Regions from separate parts of the Mus musculus genome. Here region 1 is linked to region 2. Evidence: chromatin contacts called from public promoter capture Hi-C data. All regions are on one chromosome and are shown on one strand. Each heading gives the region's core, a stretch centred on a gene start, on an enhancer-like site or on the middle of the called end of the contact. The rest is flanking DNA. Distances are from core to core; before and after follow the strand shown. Region 1 has its middle 21 kb from the start of Gm52239. Region 2 holds the start of Grik1 (glutamate receptor, ionotropic, kainate 1).

The links. Promoter capture Hi-C pulls out the DNA fragments that hold promoters and counts their contacts.
Region 1: a contact with region 2 is called in a promoter capture Hi-C map of hippocampal neurons, with 8 times the contacts expected there. The contact joins the enhancer-like site here to the promoter of Grik1 in region 2. A contact is called at or near these places in 3 of 39 promoter capture datasets (cranial neural crest, embryonic stem cells and hippocampal neurons), 7 of 484 Hi-C or Micro-C datasets (cerebellum, cerebral cortex, cortical neurons and 3 more) and 1 of 115 datasets of contacts at active chromatin or transcription factors (astrocytes).

Annotation. Positions count from the first base shown.
Region 1 is chr16:89,771,886-89,775,345 of GRCm38.p6, forward strand. No RefSeq gene overlaps it. Among named protein-coding and RNA genes, the nearest start is that of Gm52239, 21 kb to the right of the region's middle. Within about 2 kb of position 2,121, at least 66 of the 459 cell types and tissues checked have an H3K27ac peak or open chromatin away from gene starts, as enhancers often do. A contact at or near this core is called in cerebellum, cerebral cortex, cortical neurons and 1 more, where this site is marked.
Region 2 is chr16:88,288,492-88,291,972 of GRCm38.p6, forward strand. It overlaps Grik1 (glutamate receptor, ionotropic, kainate 1), which reads right to left and starts at 1,725. Exons shown (of 17, transcript NM_146072.5): 1 at 1,094-1,725. The coding sequence starts at 1,211.

The DNA of each region.
Region 1 (3,460 bases), core at 871-3,370, 1.5 Mb after region 2:
TTTTGCTTCACTTGCCTGCCTGCTATAGGAACCCATGCGGCCCAGGCTGGCTTTAAACTCCTCCTACCTCCATCTCCCAAGTTTTTGGATTACAACTGGGCACCACCATGTCCGGCCCTCTGGACTGTTTTTGTTGTTGTTGTTGTTGTTTTGGTTTTGGGTTTTTTTCCTCTGAGGCTACTGGAGAAGCTGTTTCTCAGCACCTAAAGTGGAAAGAGCCTAGGGCCCAGGAACTGTGAGCTCTGTAAGACCTGGTGATGGTGAATTAGAGGCCAGGAAGCTTGGCTCAACACCCTACCTAATAAGTGATGAGAGGCAGGATGGTTTGGTGATGAGATTATTGCTGCCCTGGAAATGAAATTCTGTCCCAGGTACATACCCACTCACCTGCCATGTCTACTTCAGGGAGACGCCCCCACAGGAGCCCCAAACAGACTCCAATTCACAGACTCTTAATTTACAAAGTTCCAATATCACTTGCTGAAAGTGGTGCCTATGAAGTAATAACTTCATTGGCAAGATGTCATTTGTCAAAACTAGTAACACAAATATTGTTCCTCAAAATTGTCCCACAGCGAATGAATGACATTTCTAAAGTAGGTAACTTTACTAAAACTCCTGTATTTCCACTACTCCCAGAATAGGACACACACATATGAACTCACAACACACATGAACTCACAACATACAAATTCACAACACACACACAAATGAACTCACAACACACATATGAATTCACAACACACACACAAATGAACTCACAACACACATATGAGTTCACAACACACAACACAAATTTACAACATACATATACACACAAACTCACAATACCCACATTGTAGGAAGCCAACTCTAAGATGGCGCAGGTTTCTGGTGTGCCGTTGTCATAAACAACATCAGCGCAGGTGTAAACCAGAGATTGGCGCCAACCCCTCCCGAGCAGGTGCATGCTAATTAGGCATCGACAGACTGACCAATCCCAGGAGGACACGAAGCCTTTCCCTGTGCTGGGGTGCATATAAGCAGACCTCCCTGGGTTCCCGGGGTCCCCGTAGCAGCATCAAGGTGTTCCTGCAATAAAGGCTGTTGAGAAGAATCCGACCGTGTTGTGTCTTCCTTGCCGGCCGAGGTGGGCGCGACACCACATGAACTCACAGCACACACAGGAACTCACAACACACACTCACAAATGTATGCATCCGCTGGCTGAGCTCTCTTTCCCACACCACAGGCAGCATCTTTCACGTGAGGACGCCGATTCCCATGCCCCTCATCAGCATCTTTCATGTGAGGATGCCCGCTCCCATGCGGTCCATTAGCATCCACACCGTCCTCACCAGCTTGTCAGTTCTCTCTGGCGCTTGGTGCGGTCCATACCAGAGTCACAGCTTTTCTAAATGTGACAGCACCACGGTGAACTCTGGGTCAAAACTGGAGATGCAATTCCCCAGCGTCATCCAACCTCACCTCATGCGCCCCCTACTCCGTGCCCTTTCACCAAATCATCTTAAAGGATTCCTCTGCACACGCCAGTGGAGCCCACCCCTGACGGGCACCCAGCCCCGTCCTCAGCATCACCATCCTGTTCACTTACTTCACGGATGCAGCTAATTGCTCAATCTCGGGGCATAGGTCTACGTCTCCAATCCTTGGGGCGAGTGTTAGGACTGGAAATAGAGATGAGCAGACGCTACCCTGAGAGTTCCGTCGATGCGTGTGCTGTCAATCACCAGAGACTTGCTCCTCAATACTTATTTTATGTATATGGGTGCTTTGCCTGCAGATCTGTCTGTGCACCGTGTGCATGCTGTGCTTGAAGAACCCAGAATGTACCATCGTCCTCAGAACTGGAGTGACAGTCTATTGCCAACCACCAAGCCGGTGCTGGAAAACGAACCTGGGTCCTCTGGAAGAGCGTTGAGTGCTCCTAAACCCTGAGCCGTCTTCCCAGCACCTACCCTAAAGCTGAACCCTAGACAAGCCCAACTGCGCAGGTATGTGAGCCCAGACAGACGCTTCTTTAGAGTGAGAGGGAAAAAGGGAATTGCAGCCTGGATCCTTCCAAGTTCTAAATACGATGCGGCACTTCGTGGATCCATCACGAGGGGGCACCAGAGAGGCGTCCTCGCGCACAATTTGGAGGGACCTGCCTGAAGCCAACCGGGTTATGTTGGACCAAAGCAAAGGGGCAGGGGTGGGGAGAGGCAGAACACGATCCTCTCACTCCCTCCAAAATCAGGCAAATCCATGGTTCGTCCAGTTATAGCAGCAGCAGCCAACTCGTGAGGATCCCTAAAACTTCCTTACTGCATTAAAGCAAACACCAGTGCCGAGCACTTCGCTGCCAGGGTTTCAGTTAAACGATGGATTTTCGAGGGAAATTGAATCCAACTGGCACATTACAATCAACTGCATGCCTTTAAACACAGCGACGTTCCCATCTTAACCCAAAGCAAGAGGCTCCAGGACCACCTTGGGGGCGGGGGCAGATTCCCGCCAAAGTCTGATGCTTCTTGCTCTGTTGGCTCTCTCAGCACTGGACCCTCGCTGCCTAATTGCTAAGCTAGCTTCAGTTCTTCACCGGCAGAGAAATCTAGGACTATCCTACAGATCTCCACCAGGGGGCAGGCAGGGTTCACGTAGTTGTTTGGGAGAAAGGCTTCCCACGCAGCATGCTGTTATCCATCCTACACGGATAAACCCGTAAAAGAAACACTAACTTAGCCTTCTTAGAGACTAGAAATTCCCTTTGTTGTTTGAAAGAAGCCGGGTTCGCATATAACAGGCAGGTCCTGTTATAGCCAATGGAAGCACGTTCTGGTTTGATATGCGCATTTGCTGAGCGGTATTGTATCTCTGGGTGGTCTTCCTCCATCACTGCCGGCAAAAGCCTCCATTTCTTTGTGTGTGTGTGTTTTGGTTTGGTTTTGGTTTTTCGAAACAGGGTTTCTCTGTATAGCTCTGGCTGGCCTGGAACTCACTTTGTAGACCAGGCTGGCCTCGAACTCAGAAATCCACCTGCCTCTGCTTCCCGAGTGCTGGGATTAAAGGCGTGTGCCACCATGCCCGGCTAAGCTTCCATTTCTTACGAGCCCTTTTTCTCTCCTCTCATTTGAAGATAGGGGTATTGGGCACATGCATCGACTGGATAGTTGAAGAGAGATGAATGAAAGATGAGAACAAGGAGTTTTGAAATGCATGATATGGATGCCAGAGAGAGAGAGGGAGAGAGAGCGAGAGAGAGGAAGAGAGAGAGAGGGAGAGAGAGAGAGAGGGCTCCTTTGCGTTGTCAATATCAAAATGGTCAAATGTATTGGAACCCACTTCTTCAGCAAATGCTTAGGGACTTTATTGTGAAGAACACTCAAGAAAACTATTTATAAACACTAGGAAATATGTCTCAAGGGGATGTTTTATGGCTACAGGGTAATTTGAATCTGCTGAAGAAGGATGCCTTTTT
Region 2 (3,481 bases), core at 475-2,974:
GAAAGAGTAAACCTTGAAGTCCCAGGCTTCATTTTTCCCCCTAAGTGAGAGAGGGGAGAAGCCAGGAGACCTGTTAGCAGTCAACAGGCCACCTATGGCTCTCCCGAGACCATCTATAATAAGAATAGGAACTTAGAAGGCACGCCGAAAATTAAAATACAGAACCCACAGTAGTTTAAAAGGAAAAACCTTACAGGTTTGTTAGTGCCTAAAGCCGAGACCTCCACTGACCAAATCTTGGCAGTGAAGCTGTGCATGCATCTACATGAGACCACAATGACCATTCTGTTAGTAATGCTGGCCCTTGGTTCTGTTTGTGACACCTCAAGATTTCTGTCTTTAGTGTTCTAGTAGTCTCTTTTTAATCTCTTTGGAGGTTTAAGCCTAAACTTTCCCAGAAGTTGTCTGGTTTGGGGATTAGAAGACACTGAGTGGTAAGCAGGTGGGTAAGATTGGGCAGGGAAAGGAAACTTCCGTATTCACTGACCATCGTCCCAGATCACTGCACTCTCAAGCTCGCCAGTGCACACCTTCAGACTTTCCAGACTCCATACAAAAGAACGCAATTTAGAGTTAAAAACTTGAAGGCTTTGAGCTAACATGCTGTGTGATATTCCCATGGTGCTAATGGTTCGGGGATTCTATTGTTAAGGTTCTGACATTCTTTTCTGTAATCCGGACTAGTGGACTGGTGCACATCCACTTAGGCACCTGGAAGAGAGATTTCACCCCGCCTCCAATAGCCCAATTCAAGTGGTCAAAGGTGCGCGGTGTGCGCGTGACTTGATGGTAGAGTAGGAGCCAACCCAGTTGAGCCTGGATCCCTGCACTATGGCTCGGATTCTTGGATCTCAGATTGAAAAAACCCGCCAATCATACATTCTGGGAAAGCTGGTACCTGTCAGGAGGGAAGCAGTGACCGACTCCCACTTTCTTGTGAAGCTTTAAGTGCTCGGTGACCCCTTATCCCCAACTCCCATCCCCACACCAGCGCGCGCTGCCTTGCCTTGGGCGCGCTGAGCTTTCGCGGGCACAGAGAGCGACCGCGACCCCTGGAGCTCAGGGCTCGGAGCGCTTCCGCGGGCTCACTCACCGATCCTGAGCACTTGAGGGGAGGTCTGAGGAAGGATGTAGCACAGGAAATAGAGGAGTGTCCAGCTGGTGTCCCTGGTCCAGAGCCCGGGTTGGATAAGGACTGTGCCGCGCTCCATCTTTCAAGCTTCTTAATTCATGCCGAAACACAGTCGTGGCCTCACGCCCGCAAGATGCACCCAACTTGGGCTGGGTCCCCGCCTCATCCTCCCTGGATGTTCCGAGTCTGCACACCGCGCGCTCTCTGCTCTCAGGAGAGCGAGGTGGAGGGAACAAGCGTGAAGCGGGCGTCCGAGACTGAGCTGCTTGGGGCTTCTTGCACGGGTCGTTAGCCCATCACTGCTCGTCCTCTTCCTCCTCCATGGGCTGCATACCTCCAAGAATCAGCAGGATTTCGCTCCTGGAGCCCAGAGACCAGCTGAGGAAAGTTGCTGCCTCGATTTGCTGGAACGTCTCACTCATTCGTCCTCTGGTCAGATGCAGAAGTGATGGGTGGGGGAAATGGGTAGTGGATTCAGGGTGCAGTGAGGAAAAGGGAGAAAAGGAGGGAAGAAGACACCCAAGGAGAGAGGGAACTGGGGGAGTTGGTGCAGAGCTCCAACCAAACAGGATGAGCTCCAGCGGGTTTACTGTGATACAACCCAGGCTTTTGCTTCTTTCACAGTCCCGCTTTCCCTCCTCCTCTCTTGGCCCCACCCTTTATTTACTGCCCGCCCCAGCCAACCCTACTAACCCAGCCAGACACACTCAGTAGCGCGCATACTCGCGCACGCGCTCGCGGACACACACACACACACACACACACACACACTCACTCGTGCTCACATGCGAGAGCGCGGGCGCGCGCGCGGGCACACACACACACACACACAATTTACAGCATGCACTCACACATGCAGCCCCTCAACTTCGCGCTGTGGTGCTGGAAAGTCCATTGAGTCTAGCATCCCCAAGACGGATCAAATCTAATCTATTGGTCCCTAGGCAAATGGAATTCTGCTACTCCTTGTAAATGACAGCCTTATGCCTAGGCTCCTATACCGGGGTCTTAGAGATGCGTAGCACGTGATAGGAAATCACAACCTCAGCGAGTAATCTTTAAAAATTACCAGAGTTTCCATTTTTAACTCTGAGAAGGATGAAGAGAAAGGGAGAGGAGGAGAAAGAAGAAGGAAAAGACATAGGTACCCTTCAGTCTTTTAAGATTATAGCGACTCTTCCTATTCGAACCAGGCATAATGTCTTGAAAATTGCTTCCATTTACAAGCGCAGAACTGAGAAAGAGGCAGCTTCGGGCACGCAGCTTTTCTTAATTTCTTTTGACTGTCACATTGAAGCACTGGAAATAGGCTATTTTAACAATGTAGGTTTAGAGAGCATTTCTCTGTAGAAGGACAAGGCCACTTCCCCCGGGAAATCAGCGTTTGCTCATGTTGGCTTAATTTCCTATGAGCTTTCTGGGGAATGTTCCATATAAATGTTTGCTGGTTCTGTGTGAACACCTCAAGGTGCTTTTTTTTTTCCTTCGTAGGAATTTGGAAAGGTGATCTAAATTGAGTTAATTCATAAAAGAAGCACTTGTAATTATATGAGCCCAGAATGAGAAAAGATTACCAGAGTAGTGTATCTTAAAATTCACTTATTCCACAAATGCACATTGAGTAGCTTATACATGCTGGCAGAGACTCTGTTCCCTGAAGAACTTATCATGAGAAAACCACATTATATTTTCTAGGAAGAGGCTATAGTGTCACTTCTGGAGGCTAGTATTGTATGTGACTTCTCAATTTTTCAGCATGAAAGTTGAGGGAATAGAACATGGACTCTGATAAGAAGATGATTCATGCAGATTTAGGGGTGCACCTTACCAATGGAAAGGATCAAAGACATAAGTGGCTGTAGGCAGACACATGAAGTTCTTGTACTGAAGAAAGAGGGCTTTCTTGGTGTTGGTTAAATGAGAGGAAAAGTAAAAGTAAGAATAGTAAATGGAATTTTTTTTAAAAATCAACTTCAACTTATTTTAGACTGTTTCTAAAACCAGATAGAAACAATGACATGATCTGCCTCAAAAGAAGGCCACACTCTCCATTATTCATCCACCCATCCATCTACCAACCATCCATCCATCCATCTATCCATCCATCCATCCCTCCATCCCTCCCTCCTTCCATCCACCCATCCACCTACCTACCATCCATCCCTCCCTCCCTCCCTCCCTCCCTCCCTCCCTCCCTCCCTCCCTTCCTCCATCCATCCACCCATCTATTAAATGACTTTCTGTGTAACATTGTGCCAAGCCTTGAACACATAACAGAAATATGGTTACTGCTAGCATGAAACACATAGAAATATAGCTCAATGATAGAACTCCTTCCTGGTAGACATC